Regions from separate parts of the Mus musculus genome. Here all the other regions are linked to region 4. Evidence: chromatin contacts called from public promoter capture Hi-C data. All regions are on one chromosome and are shown on one strand. The core of a region is the stretch at or near the end of the contact, and the rest is flanking DNA. Distances in the headings are between cores, read along the strand shown.

The links. Promoter capture Hi-C pulls out the DNA fragments that hold promoters and counts their contacts. Capture Hi-C pulls out chosen DNA fragments and counts their contacts.
Region 1: a contact with region 4 is called in a promoter capture Hi-C map of pancreatic islet, with 2.6 times the contacts expected there. The contact joins the promoter of Scp2 here to the promoter of Magoh in region 4. A contact is called at or near these places in 7 of 39 promoter capture datasets (the 3T3-L1 cell line, the C10 cell line, embryonic stem cells and 3 more), 5 of 484 Hi-C or Micro-C datasets (CD4 T cells, the HL-1 cell line, LSK cells and 2 more), 9 of 115 datasets of contacts at active chromatin or transcription factors (bone marrow-derived macrophages, effector CD8 T cells, embryonic stem cells and 6 more) and 3 of 9 other capture datasets (adipose tissue, liver and pancreatic islet).
Region 2: a promoter capture Hi-C map of hippocampal neurons shows a contact between it and region 4, with 5 times the contacts expected there. The contact joins the enhancer-like site here to the promoter of Magoh in region 4. A contact is called at or near these places in 19 of 39 promoter capture datasets (the 3T3-L1 cell line, the C10 cell line, the HPC-7 cell line and 12 more), 1 of 15 datasets of contacts at CTCF or cohesin (embryonic stem cells), 1 of 484 Hi-C or Micro-C datasets (embryonic stem cells), 18 of 115 datasets of contacts at active chromatin or transcription factors (the 230-238 cell line, CD8 T cells, bone marrow-derived macrophages and 10 more) and 3 of 9 other capture datasets (adipose tissue, liver and pancreatic islet).
Region 3: a promoter capture Hi-C map of pre-B cells shows a contact between it and region 4, with 2.4 times the contacts expected there. The contact joins the enhancer-like site here to the promoter of Magoh in region 4. A contact is called at or near these places in 7 of 39 promoter capture datasets (the 3T3-L1 cell line, the C10 cell line, the HPC-7 cell line and 3 more), 9 of 484 Hi-C or Micro-C datasets (CD4 T cells, Th2 cells, double positive thymocytes and 4 more), 5 of 115 datasets of contacts at active chromatin or transcription factors (bone marrow-derived macrophages, effector CD8 T cells, embryonic stem cells and 2 more) and 3 of 9 other capture datasets (adipose tissue, liver and pancreatic islet).

What each region holds. Positions count from the first base shown.
Region 1 is chr4:108,117,110-108,119,847 of GRCm38.p6, reverse strand. It overlaps Scp2 (sterol carrier protein 2, liver), which reads left to right and starts at 1,301. Exons shown (of 16, transcript NM_011327.4): 1 at 1,301-1,469. The coding sequence starts at 1,401.
Region 2 is chr4:107,736,875-107,739,751 of GRCm38.p6, reverse strand. The region is part of intron 3 of 1700047F07Rik (a long non-coding RNA gene); the gene reads right to left. Among named protein-coding and RNA genes, the nearest start is that of Gm12907, 21 kb to the left of the region's middle. Within about 2 kb of position 1,626, at least 57 of the 459 cell types and tissues checked have an H3K27ac peak or open chromatin away from gene starts, as enhancers often do. A contact at or near this core is called in forebrain, hippocampal neurons, stem cell-derived epiblast-like cells and 1 more, where this site is marked.
Region 3 is chr4:108,069,875-108,072,920 of GRCm38.p6, reverse strand. Scp2 (sterol carrier protein 2, liver) reads left to right here. Exons shown (of 16, transcript NM_011327.4): 12 at 1,511-1,664. Among named protein-coding and RNA genes, the nearest start is that of Mir6397, 16 kb to the left of the region's middle. Within about 2 kb of position 1,475, at least 364 of the 459 cell types and tissues checked have an H3K27ac peak or open chromatin away from gene starts, as enhancers often do. A contact at or near this core is called in the HPC-7 cell line, adipose tissue, bone marrow-derived macrophages and 9 more, where this site is marked.
Region 4 is chr4:107,878,461-107,881,269 of GRCm38.p6, reverse strand. It overlaps Magoh (mago homolog, exon junction complex core component), which reads right to left and starts at 1,515. Exons shown (of 5, transcript NM_001282737.1): 1 at 1,325-1,515; 2 at 319-377. The coding sequence starts at 1,412.

The DNA of each region.
Region 1 (2,738 bases), core at 52-2,551, 240 kb before region 4:
ACAGGCGGATTTCTGTATGTGAGGCCAGCCTGGTCTACAGAGCAAGTTAGCCCCCCCCATGCACATTATAACTTCTTCTTCTTCTTCTTCTTTTTTTTTTTTTTTTTTTTTGAGACAGGGTCTCACTTTGCAGATGATTCCAGGCTGGACTTGAATTTGTTTTGAGGCATGTCCACCAGAGAACAGCACACAGACAGTCTGTTTTTTTTTTTTTTTTTAAGATTTATTTATTATTATACATAAGTGCACTGTAGCTGTCTTCAGACACACCAGAAGAGGGCGTCAGATCTCAACTCAGGACCTTCAGAAGAGCAGTGTTCTTACCCGCTGAGCCATCTCGCCAGCTCAGACACAGAAACTCTTTTTTTTTTTCTTTTAAAGGGGATAGTAATAGAGACACAGACACTCTTTTTTTTTTTTTTTTTTTTTTAAGTTTAGGGGATAGTAATATATACCTTTTTTTCCTATTTATTTATTTATTTATTTATTTATGACTGTAGCTGTCTTCAGACACCCCAGAAGAGGGCATCAGATCGCATTTCGGATGGTTGTGAACCACCACGTGGTTGCTGGGATTTGAACTCAGTACCTTTAAGAACAGTCAGTGCTCTTAACCGCTGAGCCATCTTTCCAGCCCGACACAGACACTCTTAAGGCTGAGAACAAACTTCGTATTGATGGCTCCTGGCTACAGAGGATACTTGTCCAATCATGGAAACCCACATTCTGGTTGGCACACTTCAATTAGCAAGAAACAGAACTACGGAAGCCAAAACGTAAGGTTACCACATTTAGAGACTTTCCTGTTTCCTGGAACTATGGACCAGGTCTTTGATGGATTTTGGTCTTTGTACCATTTTTGGCAGAGATCTGCCTGCCTCTTCCTCTCGTGTGGAGATATTAAAGGTGTGAACCACTAAGCCCTGATCTGACTTAATTTTTAAAAAACATCTTATCCGCACATAGAATTCTGACTTTATTAGTGTACATCGTGCTTTTTGCTCATATACTGCGTGTTGTAACTACTCTCACACATACAGAACGTCTCTAACACTCTAGAGAATCCCCACAGGATTCTGAGTTTCCTCTGAGGCCAGAGCTTCCATTTTAGGCCTTCCCTCTCTCACTGTAAAAAGAGGAAGCACAGAAACCGAGGCCTCCTTGAGAAACTTTGCCTGAGTCTAACACAGTAGGTCAAAAGAACCCATAAAGGACTTGGCTCTAGGATCGCCACGCATGCGTACATCCTCTACCCTGCCTCCTCCGGTCGGTTCCCGTAACTCGGCCCCGCCCCTGACGCTGCGGCCCCGCCCCCGACGCCTGGGGTTGGGATAATCGGACCCGACCCGGCTTTGGTTCTGCAAAGCCTCAGTCTGTAGGAGACCTTCGCTGCTGGAGCCATGCCTTCTGTCGCTTTGAAATCTCCGCGCCTGCGCCGGGTGTTCGTGGTCGGCGTTGGCATGACCAAGGTAAACAGAGTTGTGAGCAGCGAGAGATCTGCCTCTGTTATTCCCCGCAGTCCGAGGCGACAGGGAAGCGCGGCAAGGGGACGGTCACAGTCTGCGCTGCTGTCCCTCTGACCTTTCCCTCCAGAGAGGCGACCTGAGGGTGTATGATGCTGTCACTAGGGTCTCAGTATCTTGGGCTTGTTCTCTCAGTCATTTTTTTTTTTTTTAAAGATTTATTTATTTATTATATGTAAGTACATGTAAGTAAGTACATTGTAGCTGTCCTCAGATACTCCAGAAGAGGGCATCAGATTTCGTTACGGATGGTTGTGAGCCACCATGTGGTTGCTGGGATTTGAACTCCGGACCTTCGGAAAAGCAGTCGGTGCTCTTAACCACTGAGCCATCTCGCCAGCCCCTCTCAGTCATTTTTTTATTCGCCTTCCTGTTTGCTTATTCTAGCTTTTTAGTCTGTGAAGGAGCCCCCAACACAGCACAAATCTCACACTTCCTTAGATTCTAAATCCCGAGTAGGCCGGCCGGGTGGTTCACATCTCTAGTATGAGCTTTAGGAGATGCAGCCAGGAGAACTGCTGCGAGTCTGAATCATATCAAGACCTTGTTTCACAAAACAAAGCAAACCAAACCGACAAACAAAACAAAACAAACAAACATGTGGTTGCTGGGATTTGAACCCAGGACTTTCAGAAGAGCAGTCAGTTCTCTTACCCGTTGAGCCATCTCGCCAGCCCTATCTTGTCTTTCTTACCTCTAGAGCCTTGAGCTTAGCTCTAATTTACTTTGATGCACTGGGATTCTTTGTTCAGATGACTATATTCTCCTAATGTATTGCTACAGGGTGGGTACCACAATTATTTACTGCTGTATCACTCACAGTGATAAATCACTCGTGCCTAATGACAGTGAATGTTAGATGATTGATATTAAATGGATTTACTGGTGAAAGAGTTACTGTGAAGAATCTTTTTGTACTGTAAAAAAAAAAAACAAAACCCAAATTTTACATTATCTTAGTAACAGGTGAAAACAAATAATTTATTCAAAACATGTAAATAGAAAAGTTGACTAATATGTTCTAAAACTTAAAGGGCATCCCACTGTTTCTCAGAGGGGGAGCTTCTCATATAGTAAGTAGGTGGGCAGTAAAACTTTCCAGAATATTCTCTAGATTTTTTTTTAAAAAAGTATCTTATATGGCCCTGGCTGGCTTTAAACTTCTGATTCAGTCTCTCAAACTGCCCCCCCCCCTCTGAACCTGCAAGTGTCCCT
Region 2 (2,877 bases), core at 377-2,876, 140 kb after region 4:
TGCCACCCCAGGCCAAGGGCTCTCTGAACCCCAATTACACGGCAGCCCACTGGAGCAGGCCTGATGTCCCAGCAGTGTACCAGTTGTCGTTTGTAAAAGACAAACTGGTGTCTTACACACACACACACACACACACACACACACACGCCTTGCTCTCTGTCTCTGAGAATGCCACACCTTGGTGGCTTCGTACCACACTCTGTGTTCCTTTCTCTCGCTCTCTCCCCAGATCCAGTCAGTCAGGGGTCCCACTGAGGACACATGCTAAATTCTTCTCAGATCTGCCTAATACTTGCCCAAGCTCAGGCCTTCTGAAAGGTTCCATAAGAGACAAGAGCTTTTTAGCTGTGCGTGACAAGCTTACTTCTTAAGCTGAAGAAAAAGACTGAGAATATTGGCTCACAGGACTTAAAGGTTGAGGGCTCCCCTCTGTTGTGGCTGGATCCAGAGATGGAGCCATGTTGAGGGAGCCCAGGCTCAGTGCTTTGCTGTTTGTTGGCAGTCAGAGTAGTGGGCTCTAAGTTCCTCATATCACGGAGAACAGGGAGAGCAGCCTTCCCTACAGATGCAAACAGCTTCATGGACTGTGACTGGCTTGCACTACTGCCCCTAGTCACCCAGGTTGCTCGGCAGGCCTGGACGTCCTCTGAAGACACCCCCCTCCCCAAGGTGTGGGGGTCTACTCCGGGCATGTGCTCAGCTCCGTGGCTTGGCATCACCTAGACCACAGGCCCTGGGTAGGCAGGAGATGGAAGACATCCATGCCTCTGTTCAGGTGGGCAAGCTGTCCCAGAAACGGATGCCAGAGGAAACAGCCAACCCTGCTTGAGTCAGGAACGAGCTAGCAGTGAACAGGAAGCTGCGAAGGTCTGCCGAGTGAGAGCACCATGGATTACAGTTTACACAACACACACAGTCATCACTAGTACCAGTCCTAAGCAGGTGTGGGAGTCACTGTGTTGTGTGCGCTATCTACTCAGTGCAGAACTTGGCTCCTGTGTGTCTGCACAGTGGGCTCTCCTGCTCAATGCCAGAAATAACCAGATCAGACCTGCCCCTGGACCCCAGGCCCCTTACTCTCCCCTGTGCACAGGGGGTGGGAGAGTTCTGAGTCACCTTAGAGTTGACTTTAGGATGGAACCCAACCCACATACTGGGCCTGGGATTCAGGCTTTTCCTGGGTCTAGGGAGCCAAGTTCTTCCTGTGAATATTAAAGGGGAGGAGAGGGGGCAGGACTCTGACATTCCGAATTCTCTCCCATGCAGACCCCATCCTGGTGAATGATTAAAGGGGTTCCCTGAGAAGCCCTTTGAATCAGCACCTCCCTCATTGCAACTCCAAGAGCCTCTGACCCGCTCCTTGATAAGTGGATTGCCTACCTAGCTAAGTGTTATCTTGCAATTTTTTTTTCTGTCAGGGACTTTCACAGTTCCTTCTGAAGCATCAGGCCTGCTCAAGGCATCAGGTGGGTAAACACTTGTCTAAACCTGATGTGTTCAAGATATCTGGCTGTCTAGTCCTTACGAAGAGAAGAAAAATGGGGACCCTGGGTTGAATGTTTGTATGGAGGACACAATTCCTGGGCGATGCCTGTGGCCGTGGCCTGAGAAGTTGACTGTCCTGGAGTGCCCCCTGCTGGCCACAGTGACAAATGGCACCTCCAGGGCGCAGGCCTGGGTTGGGTGGACAGAGCCTCAAGGAGCTGGCTGGCTGCAGGCCTGCTCTGCTCTGTAAGTCTGAGGACTTCCAGGCCTGCCGAGCGAGCTATCATCCTGGGCATGGGTAGTGCAGCTCAGAGGAGAGGCCAGGACCAAAAGCCTCTGCTCACAGAAATTTGAAAATGATGTTTTTCTTTCTGTTGTCAGCAGAGAGAATGCGTCTGCCCACTGGGAAATGCCTGAGCCTCTTTGGACATGTCCTTGTCCTCTTCCCGGGTTTTGTTTGCCCTCCTGTAAGATGGGGCTGAGACCTGCCGATCACAGCACCAACTGAGTGGGATCCGCCAGATGTAGGATACAGCACACTTTGGTGTGTTCCTCCAGAGCCTACAAGTGTGCTGTCTCAGCTACGAACACAGACTGACTGGGAGTGTGGCTCAGTGACAGAGAATATGCCTACCATTCACCAGGCCCCAGGTTCCTGTGGCCACCCTGTCTTGTGGCTCAGATAGAAAGAATTCTGGGGCGCTGGGCAGGAAGGGGAACCGTCAGCCATTATGGGACACTCTCTTTCTAGCTGAGCCCTGGCTAAGGAGAGTCAGGGACTCAAAGTTGGGAACTGTGTGACCCAGTGCCAGCAATCCCTGGGGCGTCTCAGACTTTCCTCCCTGATACACGCTGGGCTTTTGAAGTAGATTTCTGGAGCAGCTCTCTGAACCCCAAATCCTGAGGACCACTGCAAGCCAGTAGCACTCCTCAGCTACTTCTCTGACCCTTACTCCCCTGCTTCATCCCTCCCACAATGAACACAGCCCCATAGCTTCTACTTTTCCAGAAGGCTGCAGAGACATCCACTCTTACCCCTCTTTGAAGCTGTGAAAACCTTCAGCCCTTGCTTGTCATTAGCGGAGTCAGGACCAGCACCCCACACACGTATGTACCGTGTCCCCGACTGCTCCTCCACTCTGCTTCTGCTCACACACCAGCTTGAGGAGACATAAATGTGAGGCGACGTATGTGCCTCATGGTTCTATTAATAGCAGCCAAGTTTTTATTTGATTTTTCTGAGACAGTCTCAAACTCCTAGTCTGAAATTATCCTCTCAGCTCAGCCATCTGAGTAGCTGGGCCCACAGGCACACGTCATGGTGTCTAACTTTAGTTTTTTTTTAAATAGTGAAAGGAGTCCGGTGAAATTAATTCAATATTATTTTTTATT
Region 3 (3,046 bases), core at 226-2,725, 190 kb before region 4:
ACCATTTCTCTATGAAAGTCTGTCACAGATGCTCAGGGGTGTGATGGAAGCATCTTCCATTTGCCAGAGTCTGCCCTCCAGGGTTGTCACACCCTCATATTTAATTTAAGTCTTTTGCAAGATTTATTTTAATTTCACTTATGTATTTATTTTATTCATTTGTTTGTTTATTCAAGACAGGGCTTCTCTGTGTAGCCCTGGCTGTTCTGGAACTCACTCTGTAGATCAAGATGGCCTCAAACATAGATTTGCCTGCCTCTGCCTCCTGAGTGCTGGGGTTAAAAGCATGTCTCCCCCCAACCCCACCTTGGTTTATTTTTAATTATGTGTGAGTGTGTATATTTACCATCAAGATATAAAGGTCAGCTGGGCACTGGTAGTGCATGCTTTTAATCTGAGCACTTTGGGGAGGCAGGCAGATCTCTGTGAGTTCTAGGCCAGCCTGGTCTACAGAACTAGTTCCAGGACAGACAAGGCTACACAGAGGGGTAGAGGTGGGAGGGACTACATGTCTTTATTGAACCTTTAGAGATATCTTGCTGTGTAGAGATATCATTTCTGTGGCTCATAGGCACCACAGGTGATTAGGTCTGTTGATCCTGGCCCTCCTCCCACTTCCAGCTTGCATAGCATAGCACCTTCTGGTACTATGAAAGCTAGGCCCCAGGAGGCTTTTGGATTAGTTCCAGCTCGACTTCTCGAGTCCTGTGTTCAAGTGTGTGTGCTATCTTTCGCAATAGACACTTACCTTTGACTTCTGGGATGAAATCAAGCTTGATCTCCCTGGACCAAACAATTCATGCATGGCACAGGGCTTTTTATTAGATAGTCTGTGGCTCCTGGAACGGGCACTATTACCCCAAGTGGTATGGCATCACTTAAACAAAGTGTATATACATATGTATGTATGCAAATACACTTATATGTATTACATGTATTTTAAGTAAATATAAAATAAGAATTCCTTATGACTACTTCAAATATTTTTAGTGTTGTAGATCATTCCCTACGCCCACCTCATTTTCCCACTTCATATCACAAGCATCTTGAGTTCAATTTGATCTCATTGCTTTTTCAAAATGTCCCATCTCAAAATTTTCTTTCACTTTTTATTTTATTTTATTTATTTATTTATTTGAGACAGAATCTTGCTGTGGCATTGGCTGTCCTGGAACTCAAACTGTAGACCAGGCTGGCCTTGAACTCTCAAGAGATCCGCCTGCCTGTCTTCTGAGTGCAGGGTTTAAAAGTGTGCACCACTAGACACTGTGTTTTCCATTTCAACACACCCGGAAAAAAATGGGTTGAAAATGCAAGTGTTGATTTCCTGAACTCGAGTCTTTCTTAAATGCTAATTCTCTTAGCGTGGGAACTAGCTGTGAATCTTGGGCTTTAAGCTCTGCAGGCGTGCGTGGCTTTGGCGGGAAGTCCCAACTAGCGGCTCGCTGGCGCGGGTGGGCGGAGTCTGCGCTCTAACGCGGCCCGGGACGCTCTGTGCTCGACTCGCCAGGTCTGGCTCAGTGCGCGGAGCTCTGCTGGCAGCTGAGAGGCGAAGCCGGAAAGAGGCAGGTTCCCGGGGCAAAGGTGGCTCTGCAGCACAATCTAGGCCTCGGAGGAGCTGTGGTTGTCACCCTCTACAGGATGGGTTTTCCCGAAGCTGCCAGGTAAGTGACATTCTAAGTTCTGTCACTTTTGTCCTCATGCTTTACAATAAGTGACGCTTGCATATTAAAAAAAACAAACAACAACAACAACAACAAAAACCAAACCCCAACCACATATTAAGCATTTAAGGGAAAGTATGACATAACTTCGTTAACGTGGTTTTAAAAGTTAAGACTTAGTTTTTAAGCCGAGACAACCTTAGGAAAATTTGTTCAGAAAGAGGCAGCGAAGCCAGGAGTGCTGGCCCACAAGCCTGCGGAATGTAGACTAGTCACCTTTTGCTTGCCTTTCTCACAGTTGGCTTTCTCCTTGGCTTCTGGCTGCTGTCAGAGAAAGCCACCAACTACATGTGCCATTGGAACCTGGAAAATGTGTTTCTGAATCAAGCCCTCGTTGCTGTTGGAATTCCAGGGGCTTGCTTGCTTCCTGTCTTTGCAGTCTCTGCCTCTGTCGTTACCTCTTGTCCCAGCCTTCTGGGATTCCTGTTTTCCTTGCAGCCTCTCCGGGTTCTCTTCCTCCTTTTCCAAGGCCCAGCGTTCCTCTGTGTGCGTGGTTTCCAACCACCTGTACTAGCTACTATGTATACCCTCTTGAATCTTCCTAGCATTCCCTCCACTGGCTCCTTGCCCCTGTTATCTTACACCAGAGAATCTTTCTTAGTCCACAAAATCTTTTTTTCCTCTTGCTTTAATTATTCTCTTTCATGATGAGCCTTTCGCAGTGAACCACCTCAGGGTCTGTTTGGAGGTCTGGTGTGTTCTGAGTTGATTATCCTTGGCTAGCTATGTCTTTCCTCCTTTAACCACCCTGTAACTTTTTAACACGAATGTGCTCCTTTTCTCTTGAAATTCCTGGTGATTACTTAATCGTTTTCTTATACAGTTTGTCCTACAAAGGATAGGGGCCACTATCTACTATATAGTCTTTAACTTTTACAAACTTCGGGATGGTTTTTCCTCTCTCTGGTCTCACTCTTCTTTTTCTGCCCAGAATTTTGTTTTTGTTTCAAACATTAAGATAACATCTTAAACTTAAGAGTTTCTTCTTTCAAATACCCATGCTCTTTTGCAGTCCTTAGAGGGCTCATCTTGTTTCTTCCTCAATCTGATTCATCAGTTCTATGCTGATGACCCTGGAACACCATGCAGTTCACACTTGAGATGAAACCCCTTAGGGGAAAAATAATCAAGCTATGAAAAGCCAACACAGTCAGTATAATTGTCATAGATATTTCGTTTTCTTTAGAGTAAAATTAGGAAGTTTGTCCACAGCCTTTTTTTTTTTTTTTAAGCAGTCTCACACCTTAGACCAGACCAGGCTAGCTTTGTATTAGAGGCAGTGAGTTTCTTGCTTCACCATTTTAGTATGTGCCTGCAAGTTC
Region 4 (2,809 bases), core at 266-2,765:
AACATTTGGGAGTCACAGGTAGGTTTTCTTATCCTTTGTTTTACAGATGAAAACACAGAGACCAAGTTCAGCCAGAGAACTTGTTTTGAGGTCACATGGTCAGTATGGGGCACACCGAGGGTACAAACCAAGACACACAGATTTCAAACACTTACTAGCTTTTGATTCAGCACTGGGGGGGGGGGGGGAGTGAATCAGAGAAATAATCTAGCTGCTTAGAAATAAGTGCTCGCTTCCTACACTTCATCTTTCATTACCAGAGAGAACATAAGCAATGGGAAACCAAAGGCTAAGTCGTAGTGAAGGAAAGGTCTGTACCTCTTTCCTGATCATGACGTCATTTTTGTAATTGCTGTTGTTGGCGTATCGCAATTTACCTTCGGAAGAAAAAAGAAAAAAAAAAAAGAATGCAACGTATTAGAAAACATGAACAAAGCACCATTACCCTCCAAAGAATATGAGCTTTGCCTAAATTATATCGAATGTTTCAACCCATTTCCCAGCTGTGATAGTAGTGTTTTTGGTACTTCACTTGAAACTACTGAACAACAGAAGAAGGACCTGACAGTAAACTAGAGTCCCGGGAAAAGGCTGCCATGATGTAGCAAAAGAACACGTTCTCAGCTGTAAACAGGAATTTTAATGCTATCTTAGCTGCACAGAGAAGAACATGCTGATGTTCAACTGGGTTGGGAAAGGACTTTGAAAACTAAGGAAGCTGTATGCAAGCAAGCACTACAAACACCTGTATAGCGAGGCTCTTGACTAACATCACCCCCTACTACTGTCTCTCAGTCACCCCAGTGACCACCTGGATATGTCTGGCTCTTTGAGGTCCTATGACACTTGCTACTCCTGTAGATGCTTTTCTTCCTGTACTTCAAAAATTGATCCCTTTTCAATTACGGCTTAATTCAAATTCACACTCCTCAGACTGCTCTTTAAAAGCGACCTTACTTTTTGATCACTCCACACTACAAGAGATCGCTGTGGTTTCTTCCGGCTCTGAAACACATGTTCCACGAGAGGGGAAAATTTATTTTTGTTGCTCTGTCCCCAGACTGGAAAACAAACAGCCCATTCTCAGATGGACATTAAATCTTTGTTGAATGTAAGCAACCTGGCTTTTTAAAAAGCTACGAAGGAGAATCGCCAGCGGATGAAGAGAAAGAACCAATGAAGCCGACAAAAGAATGCCTCTTTCACGACCCAACAGCACGGTGGTCGGCGTCCCTTGCTTCGCTTCGCCACATTCCGCAGCCCGCCTTCTCTCCGCCCTCCCCGGGGCCGGTCCCACTGCCCGCAGCCGGGAGGCCGCTCTTACCGTCAGGTCGGAATTCAAACTCCAGGAACTCATGACCGAACTTGCCTTTGTGGCCCACGTAGTAACGCAGGTAAAAGTCACTCTCCATGCCTCGCAAGGGACAAGGAGGACGGAACTTTAGGAACGGATGACACTACCACGGCCTGCGGTCTACGTCTTATACTGGCGTAATGGTGGCGCGCGGAAATGACGTCTGCCACCGCGACACTAAGAGTTTCTCACTCTCCGGAGGCGGGAACGAGATTACCACGCCCCCTCCCCTAGACGCTGGGTCAAGATCGCCACGCCCCCTTGGTTGTATATCGAGAGTTCTGGAAGATCTTGGGATCCGAGAACTGCATCTGGGTTTCAGCCCAACACTGAGCGCTAGAGTCCTGTCAGGCGCAACCTCAATTTAAAGAGACAAGTGAGTCGAACGAGGTTATTCACACTCTGAACCTAGATGGGTTTCCACAGTAAAAGGAGGCAAAATGATTTGCTCATCTATGAGTACGCTGCCACCCCCATCCCCCGCCTTCTTCCACTCCCCAGTGTGTAGATCAGGAGGTGGCTCTGAGGCGGGAGATTAGTAGTAAATGTCTAAAGAGCGTAATGAGAGTTTGAGACCAGTGGCTGCATACTAAGACCCTGTCCCGAAAAATAAAGTTGGCTTTACTTAGCTGTCTTTTAAGAATGACTCCTTTCCCATTCCACAATGTTGCCTGAAACTTGCCTGCATTTAGCTAACATCCCTTTCTGCTATTTCTTTATTTTACGTGTAGGCAGAGTACTGCTACCTGATCCAGACTGACCTGAAACCACAAACCCTCCTACCTCATCCTCACGAGGGTCACCACTCATGAACGAGTTGCCTTTCATTCTTCCCTTTCAAGCTAACATGTCTAGATAGGTGTTGTGGGTCGGTTAAATGAATGTTGGATCCCTACTAGGCTTTTTTGTCTTGTTTTGTTTTGTTTTTCGAGACAGGGTTTCTCTGTGTAGCCCCGGCTGTCCTGGAACTGACTCTGTAGACCAGGCTGGCCTCAAACTCAGAAATCCACCTGCCTCTGCCAAGTGCTGGGATTAAAGGTGTGCGCCACCACCGCCCGGCTCCTACTGGTCATCTTATTTAGCAGCGATTCTCAGCCCTAGCCACATGCTGACAGAATCCAGTTTCACTGAAGCCTCTAAAAAAATACCCAGGTGAGAACTGGGCATGGTGGCCAATGCCTTTGATCCCAGCACTTCAGAGGCAGAGTGGAGTAGACCTCTGTGAGTTTAAGCCTAGACTGCTCTTTGCATAGTGAGTTCCAGGCCAGTCAGGACTACCAAGTAAGATACACACACACAAACTGAAACAAAAACGAGGTGGGTCAAATGTGGAGACCACTACCCAAGAGGTTCATTTTCAAGAGCCAAAGTTGACCTCTGTGAAAGGTCAAATTTCTGGTGCGGGAATTTTAAGGTCAAGTAGGTGAAATACGGTAAATTCTAGTCATAGAAGAT